2 separate regions of the Ctenopharyngodon idella genome follow, and region 1 is linked to region 2. Evidence: chromatin contacts called from public Hi-C data. All regions are on one chromosome and are shown on one strand. The core of a region is the stretch at or near the end of the contact, and the rest is flanking DNA. Distances in the headings are between cores, read along the strand shown.

Region 1 (3,565 bases), core at 795-3,294, 210 kb before region 2:
CTTAAAATGAAGAGATAATTTTATTAGTTTTTTATCGAGATAATATATATTATAAAATTTCTATAAAGACAGACTTATTTACTGTTGTGGTATGAATAAAAAAACAAGAAGCAACCCAAAAATTATTCCATTTATTTACTTATTCTAACATTTCATCTTGTCTTTTCTAATGTTGTCAATTTGTTTCATGTAGTATTCGTGCATTGCAGTATTATACTATATCATATTCTGTACAAAAACATTATTGATGTGATTTTTTTACTCTGTTATAGCTTCAATTCTACCACATATTTCACATTCGACTTTAGCAAAACAGTTCACACAAATACACCAAGGTTATAAGTCTACACATATTATAGAAATAATTTGTAAAAAAAAAAATATTATTTTTATTATTATTATTTAATAATACAAATCATATATTAAAATATATATAAAAAAGTATTATTATTATTATTAAATTTTTAAGCAGACATACAGAGACGTTTAGGCATAGAGAATTTATTAAATGCAAAAAACAGCATGTAAAATCATTATTACAGTTACTGACTTTTCCATGCAGTATAAGCTTAATACAGCATAAGTGTGATTGTGAATTTCTAAAAGAGCAACCAGTTATGTAGATTGTATTTATATAATTGAAAATTCAAAACTTAAGTAGAAAAAGAGCACAGATGAGAATGAACATCCAGAAGATCAACAAAAGTGTCCATGTTTTAATACAGCTGTGAATGGCAATGGTTGATCACTATAATGGGTAGATAAGGAATCCACTGAAAGTGCTGAGGTTACCTGGACTGTCATAGATGGTGTAATCTGGGAGGAGCTTCATACAAACTACATCACCCACTTCCAGCTGCAGGACAACTCCATTTGATGCGAATCTGTGCTGATCGTGATGATGCCATTGTCCCACTGACACAATCTTCTGCCCATTTTTATGTAAACTTGCACCCATTGACTGGTTTTTTTGAACACCACATGCAGTGAATCTGAAGTAGTAGACTCCTTTAACTAGTGCAGTGAAGAGACCTGCCATTGACAAAACCATCAGATCAAATGTAAAATGGGTCTAAAAATCAGAATTGGAAAATTTCCTTTAGGTAAGACATTGGCTATAGCTCAGAGTACCTGTTGTTGGGTTGTAGTTGTTACCAATATTTGTGAAGATATTGTTGAAGGTCAGTGTGATCTCAGTTTTCTGGGGACCTAAATTGCCATGGATCCCTAAGTCAGCTGAAAATGCCACTTTAGGTTGTTCTGTGCACAGAAAATAAAATAAGAAAATAATTTAAGCCCTTTAATACATACATAACACCAGAAAAAAATAAAATGTTCAGAGTTATTGTGCATTAAAGGCAGACTGTAAATAATACCTTAAATATTTATACTGTATAAAAAGGACAATTTTGATATAATTCGATTAGTTTACCTGCAAGTTCTCTCTTAAAGGCGTCCAGCTGGGTTTCACCGATCTTCATTCGCTCATATATCCCTAAAATTATTCAAATCGTTAATTGTAGCTTAAATATATATTTAAAGAAGGAATATGATGCAGTTTCTATGTGAAATAAAGTTCTTAATTATTTTTTTTTCTCCCCACACCAGAACATATCATGCTTCTTAATAAGGCATTTAAATTTGAATTTTCACACAATTTGTTACATTCCATTTTCTAAATACACTTTTGAGTACCTGCATTCTCTTTCTTCAGCTCCAGTATTTGTTCTGCCATTTCTATAAAACATTACAAGTCTATTTATTTAAATGACTTATTTAATGTTGCATTGTATTGAATGTGATTTCCTTTATTTTAAAGATAACTATTTAAAGGGTGACAGAAGATGCAACCACTAGTACTAACTTGCATTGTCTTTCATTGTCATATCCAACTTGTCTCTTAAATCTCTCATCTCAGACCAGATGTGGGGCTGGTTGATTTCTCCATTGGCCACCAAATAACTGAGTGACAGACAGCACAGCATTAGCAGAGCAACACTCACCTTCATCCTGAGAGACAGAAACTCTTGGGTTTATGAAAATAACACATATTATAGGCTTTGAGGTAGTTAATCATTACTACTCATTATTGACACAGATATTTCTTATCTAATTAAATGGCAGAAAGTACTGAGTAAAGCCAAAGCTCAAGGTTAAAGACAAAACAACTCAAAAGTTTATGTAAATATTAACACGCACAGTATATGGATGTTAATGATTACCACTATTGACATACATTTCTCATCAATACAAATACAGAATCAAAATCAAATTAATCAAAGTGAATCCAAACTCCTAAGTTCTGTTTGTTTCTGAAAAGCGTGTGCTCTTGAGTTTCTGTGGGTAAATTAATCTGAAATTATTTTAAGTAAAACATAATGATATAGTGTAACATAAGAAGCATAGACTTCTTTTTATAGACGTTCCCTGCAGTGAGCAGAAATAATCTGGTTTACAGTTTTTCTTAATTGCTTAAACACATTTCTTGAAATTATGCCTCCTTTTCTCTAAACACAAAACCATAACTTCTCACACAATTCCCCAAACTTCCTATTGTCCGGTCAAAATGAAGCTCTCCACTCAAAACCATTCAATCTTGTTGAAAAACCAAACTTTGTTGTCAGACATAACACACAAGCCCTCAAAAACACACACACTACAACATACACTGGTGAGATAAATTCAAAACAATACTACAAAGAGCCCTAAAAACAATACTACAAAAAGCCATACACAAGCCCTAAAAAACACACACACTACAACAGTCTTACACACTGGTGAGATAAATTCAAACAATACTACAAAAATCAAAAGCCAGTAATAAGTTATGTTGCTTGTGGTTCTCCCCCTCAAGAAACATTTCACATGATGAAGTGTATACATTTGTACATTTTTTTATTCCTTAATGTACTGTACAGTACAATACACCAAACAACAAAAAGTATTCTGCCCCAACATCCCATCTTTGATCTGGGACAGGCCAGAGAATCTTGTCAAGGCTATATTGGCCCCAGCCAACATCACAGGCTATATTGGCCCCATGCCATGGCCAAATAGCACTAAAAGTGGTTAATTGGCTCGTAATCATAGGGGAACCACTTTAAGTGCTATATAGCACCTCAACCACCCCAAAGAACCACTGAAGAACCAATTTTTTTTGTGTGTGCATGCAGCACACACACACACACACAAAAATCCTCTTGCATGCCTGATCCATCAACTGAAATGTTTAGTCAGACTTCTTCCATTCCATCATCTCTGTGTCCTACAGAGATAGAAGTACTGATCACTGTAACTGTAACACATGCTTTTTACAAAATGGAAGCAGACAGAAACTCTATCTGTATGTGAGGCAATTTGATGCATCTCTTTTCATTACAGTAGTATAGTGCAACAGCTACAGTATATGTATGCGTTGTAACAAAATACAGCGCTCAAAAGTAACTGTAGAGTACACTGAGGTACAGCTACCCATTTTCCTCCCTGAAGATTCTTATGATCGAGGCGACGGTGAAGCAACAGTTTTTCTCGATTGCTTAAACACATTTCTTGAAACTATACCACA
Region 2 (3,429 bases), core at 555-3,054:
CTCATATGATAAGACAGAAGAGCGTTATATCCAGAGTCAGCATCAACAGCTCTGATCTTGGCTACAAAGTATCCCGCTTCAGCAGAGTAGGGAATGTTCTCAGTATTAACTGATCCAGGGTCAGAATAAGGCGGTAAAATAACTGGACTGTTGTCATTCTCATCCAGAATAAACACATTTACAGTCACATTACTGCTCAGAGGAGGAACACCAGAGTCTGTTGCCATCACTTCAAACTGAATCTTTTTGTTTCTTCGTGATTAAATGATTGCAAACTGAATATTTCTCCACTCAAAGAGTTTATATTGATCAGTGTTGTTATAGGAACACTGGAGCTGGAACTGTCTAACAGTGAATATGAAAGTTCTGCGTTCTCACCAGTGTCTGAATCTTCAGCTGTCACTTTTGTCATGAGACCTCCAGCTTGACCATTCTCACTTAGAAAAGCGTTAATAACGGGTGCTGGGAAATGTGGAGCATTGTCATTAACATCAGAGATATGTACAGTTATAACAGTGCTGCTGGAAAGAGGCGGAGCTCCTTCATCTGCAGCTGTAATTGTGATGTTATACTGAGAAACACTCTCTCTGTCCAGAGGTCCGTCTACCACTAGAGAATAATGATTGTTATATGACGTCTCCAGTTTGAAAGGAAACGAACCTTTCAGAGCACAGTGTACAATGCCATTTTTACCTCCATCTTTATCAGACACTGTGACTAAAGCAACAGCAGTTCCTGACTTTGTGTCTTCTTTCACACTTTCCAAAAGAGCAGTCACAGTTATCTCTGGTGCATTATCGTTGTCATCTATAACTTCTATTAAAACTTTACATTGTGTGCTCTTTGGTGGGCTGCCTTTGTCTCTTGCACGAACTCGTAACTCAATAGCAGGATTTTCCTCATAATCAATTTGCCCTTTTACAACAATATCTCCGGTCTCGGGGGTAATGGTAAATAAATCTTGCTTTTTACCATGATCAACAAACGAATACACAATTTCACTGTTCATGCCTTCATCCAAATCAGTGGCAGACACAGAGATAACTTTAGTACCAGCAGCAACATTTTCTTTGAGTTTGACTTTATAAAGAGGTTGACTGAACACTGGGTTATTATCATTAATATCCATGACGTTTATAATAATATTTAAAGCCCCTGATTTCGGTGGTTTTCCTCCATCTACTCCAGTGAGTACTAACTTAATTGTCGCTTGTTTCTCTCGATCTAAAGCCTTGTTCAGCACTAACTCTGCAGACACACTCTGGTCTTCACTCTGTGTATCTAGACTGAAATGTTCATTCGGACTCAATTTGTACTCTTTCAGAGAATTACTGCCAACATCAGAGTCCTCGGCTACAGGGAGAGGAAATCTCTCTCCAGGGCTTGCGTTTTCGGTAATATTCACAGTAAATATTTTAACAGGAAAATGTGGCGCATTGTCGTTTATATCCAAGATCTTAATCTCCACCCTGTAAAGATGATGAGGATTTTTAGCGAGAGCTTCTATATTCAAAGAGCATTTCTGATTCGACACACATAACTCCTCACGGTCAATCCTTTCATTAACAAACAGCACGCCAGTTTTCAGATTTACGTCAAAATACTTCTTATTTGATCCAGTCACAATCTCAAACATGCGAGATTCCAGGTCGTGAACATTTATGTTCAGATCTTTCGCTATATTCCCAACAACTGTTCCCTTATTTACCTCTTCCGGTACGGAATAGACGATCTGAGCAAACGCAGAATCCAGCAAAGAAAGGAAAAATATAAATCCACACTCGAAATATCCCATAAATGCCATGATGGTCATTCACAACTGGCTTGAGGACAGAAAAAAATGAACGCGAGAGAATCGAATATTTCTTCCTTGCATTAGGAAACACGAGACGAAATAGAAACCTGCATCATGTCTCAACGACACACACACTAACACCGAGAGTCTGAGAGAGAGAGGCTTCAGAGTAAAGCCTATAAACCTTAAACTGACGGTCTGCAGTGACACCATGTGCTGAAATTATGCCATAACAGGAATATTCTATTTCCAAATCCATTGAAGAAACACATGACGCATTTGAGTTGAAATGACAACACAAAATACAAGTCAAAGTTACGAACACTAGAAAAACAAGACTATAATACATCATTATCATCTTAATTAGCCAAAAATAGAGAAGCACATGTTAAAATTCCTCATAAATGTAACCTTTTCACGCTACAATTCATATTGATGTGTTGCTGTCCATGGTACTGATCGATGCAGTCACAACCCAATAACACCATACAGTTAAATGCGATATTAAACCAGTCAACCACAAATACAAAAACACACAAGTACATACATACTTCAAAATGTCAATTCATTTATGGTTAAATGAGTATTAATGCCGTCAGTACTGCTGAATTAATTACTAAAAATCACAATATGCGCATGAACTCCTAAGATCCAGTGATCCGTCTTGTAAAGGATATAAGCAATTAGTTATTGTATTATATAGAGCAGGCATTGAATTATCCGGTGCAACATTACAAGCGCTTTTAGTTATACATAGTATGGTTCTCTTTTCAAAACATAAGACTTATAAGTATAAGATATACTTTAATATAGCTTACTATAAATCTATATTGGACAGAAAAAAATAAAAATAAAAATACAAGCCGCTTTACTAGAAATGTAATGCCTTACCTTTAAATCTTTCGGTAGAGTTTTTTTCAGCAAAAATGAATCTTCATCAATTATGCTTATCAACTCGCCATCTACATGTTGGGCTGGTACAGGAAACACTACTACGTCACTCTTTATCGTGTCTGAGCTAAAACACACGTCGTACTGTTGAGTAGATTTAGAGAAGGACCAGCTTCCGTCTGGATGGGTGCTGATCACTGGAGCGCTGTACCTGCTGAAACTGCCGTCTGTCCTGTAGCATTTAGCTGCTATCAAACCCACGAGACTCAGTAAAAAGATGACTGATACTGAGACAATAGCGATGAGCAGATACACATTCAGATCTGAAAAACTCTCCTCTTTCACAGGAACTTCTCTGAATGATGTCTTTATGTCATCCAGACTCTCAACAACCACAACATCCATGGACATAGTGGCTGAGAGTGATGGCTCTCCATTATCAGACACTGTAATAATAAGTGGGTGAGTTTTTAAGTCATTGTCACTCATTCGTCTCTTAGTCCTTATTTCTCCAGTGCTGCTTCCAATGCGGAAGAGATTAGTTCCTTTGGGTTCACTCATATGATAAGAGAGAAGAGCGTTATATCCAGAGTCAGCATCAACAGCTCTGATCTTGGCTACAAAGTATCCCGCTTCAGCAGAGTAGGGAATGTTTTCAGTATTAACTGATCCAGGGTCAGAATAAGGCGGTAAAATAACTGGACTGTTGTCATTCTCATCCAGAATAAACACATTTACAGTCA

The links. Hi-C and Micro-C count contacts between places; a contact is called where the count stands out from the background.
Region 1: a contact with region 2 is called in a Hi-C map of muscle, with 4 times the contacts expected there. The contact joins the promoter of cbln17 here to the promoter of LOC127520173 in region 2. A contact is called at or near these places in 2 of 2 Hi-C or Micro-C datasets (both in muscle).

The regions. Positions count from the first base shown.
Region 1 is chr10:33,505,583-33,509,147 of HZGC01, reverse strand. It overlaps cbln17 (cerebellin 17), which reads right to left and starts at 2,044. Exons shown (of 5, transcript XM_051911186.1): 1 at 1,865-2,044; 2 at 1,696-1,737; 3 at 1,433-1,495; 4 at 1,132-1,260; 5 at 482-1,032. The coding sequence starts at 2,009. The coding sequence ends at 749.
Region 2 is chr10:33,297,313-33,300,741 of HZGC01, reverse strand. LOC127520173 (protocadherin-10-like) reads right to left here and starts at 1,804. Exons shown (of 1, transcript XM_051908072.1): 1 at 1-1,804. The coding sequence starts at 1,804. The coding sequence ends at 227. All of the region lies in intron 1 of LOC127521235 (protocadherin alpha-C2-like), which reads right to left.